Linked DNA regions of Sus scrofa: all the other regions are linked to region 3. A link is a contact called in public HiChIP or PLAC-seq and promoter capture Hi-C data. All regions are on one chromosome and are shown on one strand. Each heading gives the region's core, a stretch centred on a gene start, on an enhancer-like site or on the middle of the called end of the contact. The rest is flanking DNA. Distances are from core to core; before and after follow the strand shown.

Region 1 (4,210 bases), core at 914-3,413, 160 kb before region 3:
CTGCAGTTTTGATGAGTTTCAATTTATCTGAAACTCATCATCTGGCCTTGAAACCATAACCACATCAAAATGATTAACACAGTTGTCACCTCCAAAAATTTCCTCATCCCCTTTATAATCCCTTCCTACCATGCTTTCCTGGTCCCCAGGCAACCACTTGAACTGTTTTTGTCATAGCAATTCCTAGAATTTTATTTTTATTTTTAAAAATTGTTTTATTTTTTGTCTTTTCAGGGCCGCACCTGCAGCATATGGAGGTTCCCAGGCCAGGGGTCTAATGGGAGTTGTAGCCGATGGCCTACGCCAGAGCCATAGCAACTCCAGATAAGAGCCGAGTCTGCAACCTACACCACAGCTCATGGCAACTGCTGGATCCTTAACCAGCTAAGTGAGGCCAGGGATCGAAACTGCAACTTCATGGTTCCTAGTCGGATTCGTTAACCACTGAGTCACGACGGGAACTCCAAATAAATATCCATTTACTTTTTGAAGAACATTGGAGTTGTTTCCATTCTTTTGACTATTACTTTTTTTTTTCCATTATAGCTGGTTTACAGTGTTCTGTCAATTTTCTACTGTACATACAGCAAAGTGACCCAGTCACACATACATATATACATTCTTTTCTTTCACATTATCATGCTCCATCATAAGTGACAAGATATAGTTCCCAGTACTATGCAGCAGGATTGACTATTACAAATAGAGCTGCTGTGACCATTCATGTTCAAGTCTTTGTGCAGACGTATGCTTTCATTTGTCTTGAGTAAATACCTATAGTATAATGATTGGGCCATATGGTAGATGGGTATATTATTTTATTTTATTTTATTTTGGTCTTTTTAGGGCCACACCCACGGCATACGGAGGTTCCCAGGCTAGGGGTCTAATCAGAGCTGTAGCCGCCAGCCTACACCAGAGCCACAGCAACACAGGATCTGAGCCGCCTCTTTGACCTACACCACAGCTCACGGCAACGCTGTATTCTTGACCCACTGAGCAAGGCCAGGGACCGAACCCGCAACCTCATGGTTCCTGGTAGGATTCATTAACCACAAGCCACAATGGGAACTCTGATGTGTATGTAATTTTTAGAGAAACTGCCAAACAGTTTCCCAGAGTGGTTGTATCATCTTACAGTCTTACCAGTAGAATGACAATTCCCACTGCTCTACATTCTTGCTAACACTTCATATTGCCAGTCTTTTGATGTTACCCATTCTAGTGGGTATGTAATGTTATCTCACTGTGGTTTAATTTGCATTTCCCTAACATCTTTTATGTGTTTATTTGCCATCCATTTATTATTATCTTTGGTAAAGTGTCTCTGTTCAAATCTTTTTTTTTTAAACTAGATTGTCTTCAGTTGAAAGAGTTCTTTGTGTATTTTAAATACTAGTCCTTTGTTGGATATAGGTTTTGTTGCTATTTCAACTAGGTCTGTGGTTTGCCTTATTTCATAACAGTATTTTAAAGAGCAAAAGTGATCATTTTGCTGTTGTGCAGTTTATCGATTTTTCTTTTATGGATTGTGTATTTGAAAGTCACATGGATTTTCTCCTGTGTTTTCCTCTAGAAGTTTTGTAGCTTTAGGTTTTACATTTAGGTCTAATTTGGACTGTGACACAATGGGTTTGGCATTTAGAAAGATCCTCTGACAGCAGCAAGGAAGGTGTTTGGAGGGTGATTGCCTGGAGGTCTGAAACTAGAGAAACTTGGAGAGGTAATGGTGTCTTCCTGCAGGTGATGGTAGTGGAAAAACTGGTAAGGAACTCCGGGGTGTGGAGTGACTGGACCTCATGGGCTGAAGATGATAAAAATGATTCCCAGGTTCCTTCCTTATGCACAAAGTTGCGGGTAACTTGCTTCCAATTTTACTGCACTTCAAATTGGCTCTCAATAGTTTTTTCTTTCGGGGGGAGATTGAAATTGAAATTTAGCCACACGGGGACTGGACACAGCTTTCTAAAACAGCATATCTGCATCAGCTGCGTACTTAGGCGCTCCCTAGAGCCCAGCACTGAACTTTGTCCTCCCGAGTCCAAAGACCTTTGCTCTGTTTAATACCAGGAAAGGTGCCCGAGTTCTTTTACCCGCAGGAAATCGGCAGTGAGCGGCGCATGCCCGGAGAGGCCGTGTGGAGCCGATCGCCTGGAGCTAAGGGCGAGGGGTTCCCGCCATTTTGACCGGCTGGCGACACAGCGGGCTCTTTCCAGGAGACTACAAGTCCCGTGAGGCCCCGCGGCGGCACTTCCTATCCCTCACTGTCCTGCCTGCTCCCTTTCCCCCCTCCCGGGGGCCGAAGGCTCTGGCAGCACCCTGGAGGCCGGCGGGCCAGGTAGGATTTCCGGGGGAAACTACTTTGGAGGCTGAGGCGGCGGCGGCGGCGGCGGCGGCGCCCCGGGTGAGTTCGGCAAGCAGGGGAAAGTGCGCGGGGTCGCGCGGCGGGCGTCTCGTGGGCTCGGGCAGCGCTCTTGGCTCCGCTTGGGGGTCGCGGTGCGGGCCAGGGTACCGGCCGGGCCGTGGTCGCTTCTGGCCAGGGCGGAGCGGGCGGTGGCCGCCGCCTCTTCCTCCGCCCTCCCACAACGGTCAGCGGCAGCTTCTCCGCCTGCGGCGCGCCCCGCGCAGACTAACCCTCTCCGCCCCCCGGGACTTGGCGGGGCTCTTTTGTCTGGGCTGCTTTGCGCCCCTTTGTGCCCGGCGGTGGACTCGCCTTCTCGAGGGAGCACTCCCGGCCAGTCGCGGAGAGGGACTAGTCTCTGGGGATCCGGTTATGGTAACCAGATCGGGTCAAAGTCCATTTTTTAAACCCTTCCTCCCTCATACCTCTGCATCCCAGCTAGGCAGATCCGAGGTTTCGGAGCCAAGTAGAGGCAGACAGAGTTTCTGTTGAAAACCTCGAAGTTATTGTCCAGCTCATGTATGTCAACCCCGGGTGGCTTCAGGGCACTGATCTCTTCCAGGCATTTTTTGGTGGGGGGATGGGCCTCTGGGAAATGAGTGAGTCCCTCTCCCCTAGAAACCGGGAAGGGATCGAATTTGCTGCGATGTCTATATGGGTCGCAGCTGTGATGAGGAGTCCAAGAACTAACGCGGACGGGCAGAATAGTAGTTCACACACCTCTAGAATCTCGGAGGAAAGAAAGTGATTTATAGGGCAGCTAGCAGCCTCTTCATCCACTGCTTGCAGAAAAAGACGATAGCACTTCATCCAGCCGCCCAGTTTCTCGCTCCCTGTCTCCTACTCTCCAAATCTATTTCTTATTTTTTCAGCTTAAAACGAAAAGTTAAAAGCAAACGTCCGTTATTAGAAGGAGCCGCTTTATACAGAAACCAGAGACCTAGTGGCTTCTAGAAAGCCTCAGATGTAATATATGAAGCCAGTTTGAGGGAGGAGAGGTAGTTTACTGCAACTGGTGAATTATGTGGGTTTGATCACATTTTGTTGATGGTAACTTTATGTATCTTCCCTTGGAAGACTGCGTTACTAGGTTCACTTTGAAGTAAAGCTTTTTAAAAACCATTGCAGATTCTTTTTTTGAGAAATAAATTAGTCTTTCAAGTCTCTGAAATGAGGACAACCAAAACATCTTTATATGAATCATAAAAGGTTATAGAACTCATATAGGTTAAATTCCCACCCTAGTCAAGTAGGCAAATAAAAACCTTTGTACCTTATTACTTTGATATCTCATAATGGAAGTGATTTACTCTGAGAATCCCAGATTGTGTTAGTAATACTGTGTAGGAATGGAGGTCTGTAATGCAGTTGTTCTTCAATTTTTTAATCTGTCATTGAGCGGGGATTGTGTTTTCCTGGTTGTGCTTTGAAGAAGCATCCACACCACAAAATTACTCTAGAAGTTGTTACTTATTTGTTCAAACATGACATTGCTATCAGTATTATTTTTTGAAAGCAGTTCATATACATTGTGTAACCGATTGTCACTACATGTCTGTGAGATGTTCTCTCATTTTACAGCTAATAAGTGTTAAATTTACAGTCCGAAATGTTAGGTGACTTGCTGGAGATCACACAGTTAACCTAGACAGGAAATAGTAGAGTAAATCATATTCCAAATCCAGTGCTCTTTCTATTGCCTCACACCTGCTACAGTTATTTTTTTATTTTTTTGTCTTTTGTCCTTTTAGGACCACACCCACGGCATATGGAGGTTCCCAGGCTAGGGGTCTAATCGGAGCTGTTGCT
Region 2 (4,080 bases), core at 866-3,365, 250 kb before region 3:
GCTAAGGCAGCTATTCGTAAGCCAGGAAGACAGCTCTCCCCTGAACCCCAAAATGCTGGCACCTTATCTTGGACTTCCAGCCTCCAGAACTGTGACAAAATAAATTTCTGTTTTTTAAGCTACCCAGTCTAGGATATTTTGTTATGGCAGCTCAACTGAAAACAGGTTCAATAATATTCACAGATATAAACTTTTAAAAGTTTTTATCATTAGCATCAAGCAAAATGTATTTGTTTACAGTCTTTGACTTGTGAATTTGCTTCTAGAAATTTAGTTTCATTTGACATGTAATATAATTTTATAAACCAATTTTACCTCAGTTAAAAAAATTACTAAAAACAACATGACCTATCTGTAAAATCTCAGGTTATTATTTTTTTTAATTATGTTAAGGAATACTTAATATCTTGAAAATTATCATGAAATGTAGTAAGTGGAAAAAGCAGGCAATATAACCATACATAATTTATATACTATATATATGCATAGGTTAAAGAACATATATATAAATTTTATATTTTGTCTTTTTTTTTTAGGGCCACTCCTGCAGCATATCTCCCCAAAAAAGATTTTTAAAAGAATATATAATATATAGTAAATAAATATAACCCCCCCAAAAAAAAACCCCAATATGTTAACACTGATCCTCTCTTGGTAGTAGGATTAGAATTTTGAAAGGATTGCTCCCATTCTCTAAAAGGATCCTTTTTTATTTATTAAGTTACCAACATAATACATTTTGGCATTCATTTATTTATTTGCTTTTTCAACTGAACCAGTGGTATATGGAAGCCCTGCAGCTAGGGATCAAATCCCAACCCAAACTGTGACTTCTGGCAGGCACAGCTGCAGAAACACAGGATTCTTAACCTACTGCACCACAGTGGGAAGTCCCATCTTGGTTTTTAAACAATCATTAAATAAATATAGTGCATAAAACCTTATAATTCTCTATCATCCTTTTATTCCAGATGTAACTGGATCCTAATAGTTTGTTGCAAACTACACATCTTTCCAGACTTTTGTTGCCTCTGTATATTTATGGATGGTATCTATGACATAATTCTATTTTTTTTTTTTTGTCTGTTTGCCGTTTCTAGTGTTGCTCCCCCTGCATATGGAGGTTCCCAGGCTAGGGATCTAATCAGAGCTGTAGCCACCGGCCTACGCCACAGCAACACAGGATCCGAGCCACATCTGCGACCTACACCACAGCTCACAGCAAGGCCGGATCCTTAATCCACTGAGCAAGGCCAGAGATCCAACCCGCAACCTCATGGTTCCTAGTCGGATTCGTTAACCACTGCGCCACAACGGGAACTTCATATGACATAATTCTAAGTGCATCACTGGGCAACTTGTTTTTTTGTTTGTTTTAACCTAACATTAAATGCAGCATACATTTTCATTTCACCTAGAGCATCTACAATAGAGCACGTAGAGCTACCTCCTGCTTCTTTACTGCATGATATTCCACTGTGGAGACAAGAACAACGGGAAGTGCATTCCTGCTGGAGGGTCTTTTGGGAATCTGGTTTATTATTTGAACCAGTCCTCTTTGGTGAGCACTTTGATCCCTTCCAGTTTTACACTTTTACAATAGAATAATGAACAGGAGTAATACCAGTTTAGAGTAGAAAGCCTGAAAAACATTAGAAAACATAAAGGGGGGGAAATATTTCGAGTTACGTCTTTTGTACCTTTACACTTTCCTGTATTTTCAAAATATTCTGATATAACATATGTCATTTATAATTTGAAAAGGAAAAACATGCACTAAAACCAAAAGTTCATTAAAAGAAAATGAAAGAGAAAAAAAAAAAGAAACGAAAGCGAAGGGGATAGTCCCTGCCACCTCCCAGGGGAGGGGGCCGGCGGCGGGAGGGGCGGGCCGACACAGTCTGCACCAATCAGAGCCCGGTTGATAAGCAGAGCGAGGAGAATTTGGAGACACTCCCCGCCGAGCAAACTGTCTTGCGGTTTAGTTTCCCTAACCAGCCTGGAAACCTGCCTGGGCCTAGCCCGCATGCCGCTGCGGACTGCTATTGGCTGCCAGGCAACCCCGCCCATCTTCCTGTTCATTGGACGCCCGCGGTTTTCGTAAGAGGAGCCTGTTGCTGACCGAAAACAAGTAAGCGCAGCAGCTTTTGTTCAGGAGATTTTTGGACTGCAAACGTCCTGGGCACCCTTGGGTCAAAAAAGCAACATCACTTGGGTTCCCTTCCTGGCTCAGCATAAACGAATCTGACTAGCATCCATGAGCACGCAGGTTCTCTCCCCGGCCTCGCTCAGTGGGTTAAGGATCCGGCGTTGCCCTGAGCTGTGGTGTAGGCCAGTAGCTACAGCTCTGATTCGACCCCTAGCCTGGGAACCTCCGCAAGCCACCGATGCGGCCCTAAAAAGACAAAAAGACAAAAAAAAAAAAAAAAGCTATATCATTAACCATCGTTTATTTAGTCCCGGCTTAAGGCCGGGTTTCTAGCGCCAAACTTTTAATTTCAATGGTTATAATCACCTTTCTTGAACACAAAACTATCTGCCAGTCACTGTACTTTAAAATAAGAACAATAGTAACAATTTAAATGATACTTACAGTTTGTTGGTCTCTTAATCTTTATTCAAGCCTTGTTAAGGAATTTGTATGCCTTAGCTCTCATCCTTACAATAGCCCCTGTGAAGGTAAACGTTATCGCCCCATTTTACTCAGCAGGAACCAGGTTCAGAGAGGCGAAGTGACTTGCCTGGATTCGCACAGCTAAGGGTTAGAACTGGACCCTTCAACATTAATTCTGCTTCCAAGCACAATTTTTTCGAGGAGTGGGGGGTATACAAAAGACTTTTGAGGACAGGAAGAAGTGGATCAGGATGGTGGCAAGGCCCTGGGGCATTGCTTCAGTGACAGGCCTCAGGGTGATTGAGAATGGAATATATGGAGCCTCTAGGCGTGGAGGAGAAGGAGGAAGAGGGAAATCAGGACATCGGAGCCAATTCAGCAAAGAATTCTTCCTGGAAATGTGAGGCTCCTGGGGCCGTGTGTTGTGGTGCAAGTGGCCCTCGACTGGGGACCTGGACCCCAAGGTTCCAGGTATTGCCCTGTGACCAGCTTCCTGAGGGACCTTGAGCAAATGCCTTCTCTCTGGACCCCAGGCTTCCGTCTGTACGGTGAGAGAGTAAGCCGAAACAACGGGAAGTGCATTCTGGCTGGGGGGGCGGGGGAGTGTCCTTTGGGAATCTGGTTCCTGCTGGCATCAGGGAAACTCCTCAACAACCACACAATCTTTACTTAGCTGTTGCCTGGCCTCTTTTCAAGAACGGACAATCCTGTGAACCACCTTTTCCCCTCCCCGTCTGTTCTGAGCTATAGCAGAGTCGTGCCTGCAGGGGGCGCTGAGGGTTCATAGCTGACAAAACCTAACTGGAATTCTTAGCCAATTATCCGAAAGCACCCAGCTCATGGGTTTTGGTATATTGTTTATTAAGAGCGTTGAGCTTTTTTTTTGAAACCTGAAGATTTCTGTCCTCAGGATACAATCGACGAACCTGAATTATGAGTATTGCCCAACATCCGTTCTCTCCACAGTGGTCCTGGAGGGTTAGCATTAATTTCAATTCGTTTTCCAGGTAAGGAAACAGATTCTAAGAGCCGAAAAAATTATTTTGGGGTCACATTGCTAAAAACTGGTTGCCTGACTCCTGGGCAGTGCTTTTAGGAGATAGTTGGCTCTGTTTTCAAGAGTCTGTGGTTGTTCTGCCTCCTAATACACAACCCGTGGGGACAATTTCAATGTTGGTTGTATAATTTGACAGCTCAGGACTCGTCAGCCAGAAGGACCTCCTCAGCACCTAGCCAAATGTCTGCTTAATGAGTAATTAAATGAATGATGTGTGAATGAGCCACAGAGGTTGATTCTGTGCCTTGCTTTTATCAAATAAATCAGCTGGAGTTGGGTTTCTTTCCTGAAATTCCCCCAAGGCAGAAATTATATTCTGAGATGGGAGAGGAGGGTGTGGCAAAACAATAAGAGCTCAGAAAATTACATCTGGGCTGAGAAATCGTAGCCCCAGGTCTGGTCAGGGTAT
Region 3 (4,316 bases), core at 767-3,266:
CAGTAGTGACAGTGCTGGGTCCTGAACCTGCTGAGCCACAGGGGAACTCCCTAGGCTGGTGATTAAATCAGCCTCCACCTGAGCCCAAAACCTCAGTTCCTTTTCCCTGTATTGGATGTAAGAGTTATAAAGCTCTCTGTAGGTGTTTACATATGTTAGAACAGTGTTGGGCACAGAGTAAATGTTCCAGAAGTCTTTGCTATTATGACCATTGCACATTTTAAAATTCCCTGTGGTTAATAATCGCCTTGTTTTTCACATGCTTAGTTTTTTGGTATAAGTATCATTAATTTAATGTCAGTGTCTATGAGAAGTAAATCTCCTTTTTTTGTGTTCAAACACATCAAATACGCTCAATTTTATCTTTTCCCCCATTCTCCTCCAACCTGAATTGGTTACCTGAAAACAAATGTAATCACCCCATATGGTTCAGCTATAAATAATGTTTACAAAGTCATAATAATGTAAGTGTTTGATATTTTGAAAAATTATAATTACAAGATGGTGAAGTGTATGTATGAGGTGCAGTCCTTAAAAAGATCTGAAACCACAAATGAAGAGAAAGTATGTTATTTAGAAATACTTGGATTTTAGGGAAAAGATTTGGAAGTGGTTGCCTTCAGGGGCAGGGATAGATGGGATAGGAGAGAACTGTTTAGTATTTATGACAAATTCAAAAATGTTTTCAGTGCCTCCCATATGCCAGACATTGTTGTGGGAATTTGATTAGAAACAACAAGGAATCCTGTCTGATGAAGCTTACATTTTAAATTAAAAATAAACACTTACAAGTCTTGCACAAGTAAAATAAATTTTAAAAATAGTAATCAAAGAGCACCCCACAAGGGCTGGCAAATTTTAGTACTCAAGAGTTATCAGTCATAATTCCAAGTCCTCCAGCTGCTGTGTTGGAGAGCTTACTGGATGCCAGGCATTAGGCCAAGTGCTTTCTCAACTTCTCAATTTCTCCATACGACAAACATGGTATGAGGTAAGCATTGCTGTTACCCACATCGCTAATAACAACAACACAATTGGAAGGGGCTGGGATTTGGGCTCCATTTGTTCAAATGTGTAGTTGAAGCACCCAACCGCTACACTACTACGGCCATGAATAGGATAAAGCTGGAAATGTGGCAACTTGGTTGAATCTCAAGACTTCAGAGTGCTTGACTTTGGGCCCCAACAACATAAGTTTGGAATATATGAACTGGCAAGGAAGGACATAAGTGGCCATCAACCCAGAAGGAGCCTGGGAAATGGATTCTCCATCAAGCGATGAGCTTCAGTGTTGGAGATGACAATCATCATCTACAGAATCTTCACATTCTGAGGAAAGGGCATCAAACTGAGGCTGAGGTCTGGGACCTTCCCAGACGAAGAGTCAAACTGTCAGGATTATCTAGCCATCGAAATCGAGTCTGCTGAAGGCCTTCTATGGCAAGTCTCTTCCTGGGAGAGGTTAGAACTTCTGGTGGTTTGGATTATTGTAGGGAACGTGAGACGCAAGAGAGTGACAAGATGGGGATTGATTTGTTTGTTGGTTGGTTAGCCCTCCCCTCCTCTCCCCTCCCACAGCCTAGTTCTATGCATGGGAATGATGGAAGGATGCCAGTCCAGCGTCAACAGAAATCCTGTCCTTTCCGTTTCGTAACCTGAGAAAAGCAGGTTGAAGGGGTGGCGGAGGCAGACCAGTGATTTGCCAGAGGTCATACATAGTTAGTGGAACTGGATCGTCCAGGCTTCCAAAAGGGATCTTTCACTTTAGGAAATATGCTTCTATTTTAAGTTTTTGCCATGAACATACACTACTTTTATAATTCTATACGTACGCGTGTGTTTAAAGCCGGAAAGAGTCCGGAGAAAGCCAGTCATTCACGCCCCCCACGGTCCCGCGCAAGGCGGTGTCTGCCCCGCCCCATCCCGCAGGCTCCGGTTCGAGACACGCCCACAGGGATCCGGAAAAACCCGGACCCGCCAGTCTGCGTTGCCTTGGGCGCCGAATTGCCGAGCGTGCGCAGAAGGCGATGGGGGCGCATGCGCCGTGGAGGCCGCAACCCCGCGGAGCGGCGTACGCGCCAGCCTCTGAGGCTCGCGTAGGCCTGGCGGGGCCTCGGGCATGGCGGCCAGCCTGTGGATGGGCGACGTGAGTTGGGGCGGCCGCCCGGTTCAGCGGAGGAGAAATATAGTGTCACGAGGGCAAAAGGGTCTGAAGAGAAGGGGTCCTCGGCTCTCAAGAGGGTGGCAGTGAATGGGGAGGGGAGTTCTCAGTGGTGCCAAAGCAAGTCCCAGCGTGTAGGTGAAGGGGCCGGGTCTGAGGGGGAGGGGTCCTCGGATCCCAAAAGGGTGGAAGAGAATGAGGAGAGTTGTTTTAGTGATGCCGAAGCAGGCCCTAGCATCTAGGTGCGGGGGCTGATTCGGAGGGGGAGGGGTCGTGGGGCCCAGCCCAGCCTGGATTCTGGGGAGGGAAAAAGGGAGGGTCTTTGCGTGGATAGAATGGGAAGAATCCCAAGGATTGAAGTGCGCCTTGGTTCGAGGACTGCAGGAATGGGGTTCCTAAATCCAAGGGGGAGGCTTCCTAAAAGGAGCAGCCTTGAAGGGAAGGAAGGCAAGAGGCTGGGAACGCCGGAGTGGATGGAAACCTCTTCACCCTCACCCTACTCCTGCCCGCAGCGTGCACCCAACCCTGGACTGAGCAGGGAGGGGCTCCGGATCCGGGAATGAGGAGCCTGGGTACTGACCTGAACTGCTCTGCTCTTATATTTGCGCAGCTGGAGCCCTACATGGATGAGAACTTCATCTCCAGAGCCTTTGCCACCATGGGAGAGACTGTGATGAGCGTCAAAATTATCCGAAATCGCCTCACTGGGTATGTTCTCTCCTCCCCTCTTGTCTTCTCAGTTCTCCCTTAGTAGATCAACTGCAGGTGTCATTCAGAAGGTAAACATCCTTCGGAGAGTCAGAGGCTTCTCACCCCTAATAATAATTATTACAGGAGTTCCCATCGTGGCGCAGTGGTTAACGAATCCGACTAGGAACCATGAGGTTGCGGGTTCGGTCCCTGCCCTTGCTCAGTGGGTTAACGATCCGGCGTTGCCGTGAGCTGTGGTGTAGGTCGCAGACGAGGCTCGGATCCCGCGTTGCTGTGGCTCTGGCGTAGGCCGGTGGCTACAGCTCCGATTAAACCCCTAGCCTGGGAACCTCCATATGCCGCGGGAGCAGCCCAAGAAATAGCAACAACAACAACAACAAAAGACAAAAAAAAAAAAAATAATAATAATTATTACAATGATATAAATTCTAACATTTCAGGGCTTATTGAGAGGAAGTATAATGTGTTGCTGACTCTGGAGCCAGAGTGGGTTTGAACGCTCTGTGTGCTGTGTGACCTTGAGCAAGTTACTCAGCCTCTCCCTGTCCTTCACCATAAAAATGGAGATAATAATAGCACCTACCTCATAGAGTTCTGATGAGGACTAAGTGCCATTAATTCCCATTCAGCATTTAGAACAGTGTTTGGCATATGGTATATGCTTGGTAAATATAAACAGATCATGATCTGCTGGGTAATAAGCATTTCAAAATCACAAAAACCCCTGAGCTAGGTACTATTATTAGAGAAGCATAGTAACTGTCTTAAAGTTACGCAGCTGTTAAATGAGAAGCCAAGACTCTAATTCAGGTCTGTTTTCAAAGCTCATGTGTGCCCATAACTCTTGTGTAAGACACTGCTACATGCCAGGGTTCTAGATTCCCAAAATATATGACTGAAACAAGCCAGATGCAGTCATTTCTCTCCTACATTCTACATTCTAACAGGGGAATGAGACTGTAAATATGTAAACAAGACAAAATGCAGAATAGATTTCCATATAATAGTGCTCTTATTTATTGCCTCCAGTTTCTTCTTTCTCTTTGAGGGTCGTAGGTTTCCTTAGGGTTCTAGTTAGAAATAACAGGATTCCTTATCAATCTGACAGTGTTTATCAAGTGTCTACTCTGTGCCAAGTACTAAAGCAGCGTGCTAAAAACATCAAGTAATTGAAAAATACAGATGAGAGATTTGAAATGTGGCCAACTCTAAAGTACTTTGTTTTGTTTTGTTTTTTTCTAGGGCTGCACCCGCGGCATATGGAGGTTCCCAGGCTACAGGTCTAATCGGAGCTGTAGCCGCCGGCCTACACCACAGCCACAGCAACTTGGGATCGATCCAAGCCAAGTCTGCCACCTACACCACAGCTCACGGCAGCGCCAGATCCTTAACCCACTGAGCAAGGCCAGGGATTGAACCCGCAACCTCATGGTTCCTAGTCGGA

What was found. Promoter capture Hi-C pulls out the DNA fragments that hold promoters and counts their contacts. HiChIP or PLAC-seq counts read pairs in DNA pulled down with a chosen protein or histone mark.
Region 1: a contact with region 3 is called in an H3K27ac HiChIP or PLAC-seq map of alveolar macrophages. The contact joins the promoter of PHACTR4 here to the promoter of TRNAU1AP in region 3. A contact is called at or near these places in 3 of 47 Hi-C or Micro-C datasets (embryonic fibroblasts, heart right ventricle and skeletal muscle) and 2 of 2 datasets of contacts at active chromatin or transcription factors (alveolar macrophages and skeletal muscle).
Region 2: a contact with region 3 is called in a promoter capture Hi-C map of fetal liver, with 2.4 times the contacts expected there. The contact joins the promoter of SESN2 here to the promoter of TRNAU1AP in region 3. A contact is called at or near these places in 2 of 5 promoter capture datasets (fetal liver and liver), 1 of 47 Hi-C or Micro-C datasets (embryonic fibroblasts) and 2 of 2 datasets of contacts at active chromatin or transcription factors (alveolar macrophages and skeletal muscle).

Annotation. Positions count from the first base shown.
Region 1 is chr6:85,409,830-85,414,039 of Sscrofa11.1, forward strand. It overlaps PHACTR4 (phosphatase and actin regulator 4), which reads left to right and starts at 2,164. Exons shown (of 16, transcript XM_021095668.1): 1 at 2,164-2,404.
Region 2 is chr6:85,319,867-85,323,946 of Sscrofa11.1, forward strand. It overlaps SESN2 (sestrin-2), which reads left to right and starts at 2,116. Exons shown (of 12, transcript XM_021095666.1): 1 at 2,116-2,131.
Region 3 is chr6:85,565,414-85,569,729 of Sscrofa11.1, forward strand. TRNAU1AP (tRNA selenocysteine 1-associated protein 1) reads left to right here and starts at 2,017. Exons shown (of 8, transcript XM_005665150.3): 1 at 2,017-2,146; 2 at 2,772-2,869. The coding sequence starts at 2,120. RCC1 (regulator of chromosome condensation) reads left to right here. Exons shown (of 11, transcript XM_005665141.3): 11 at 1-448.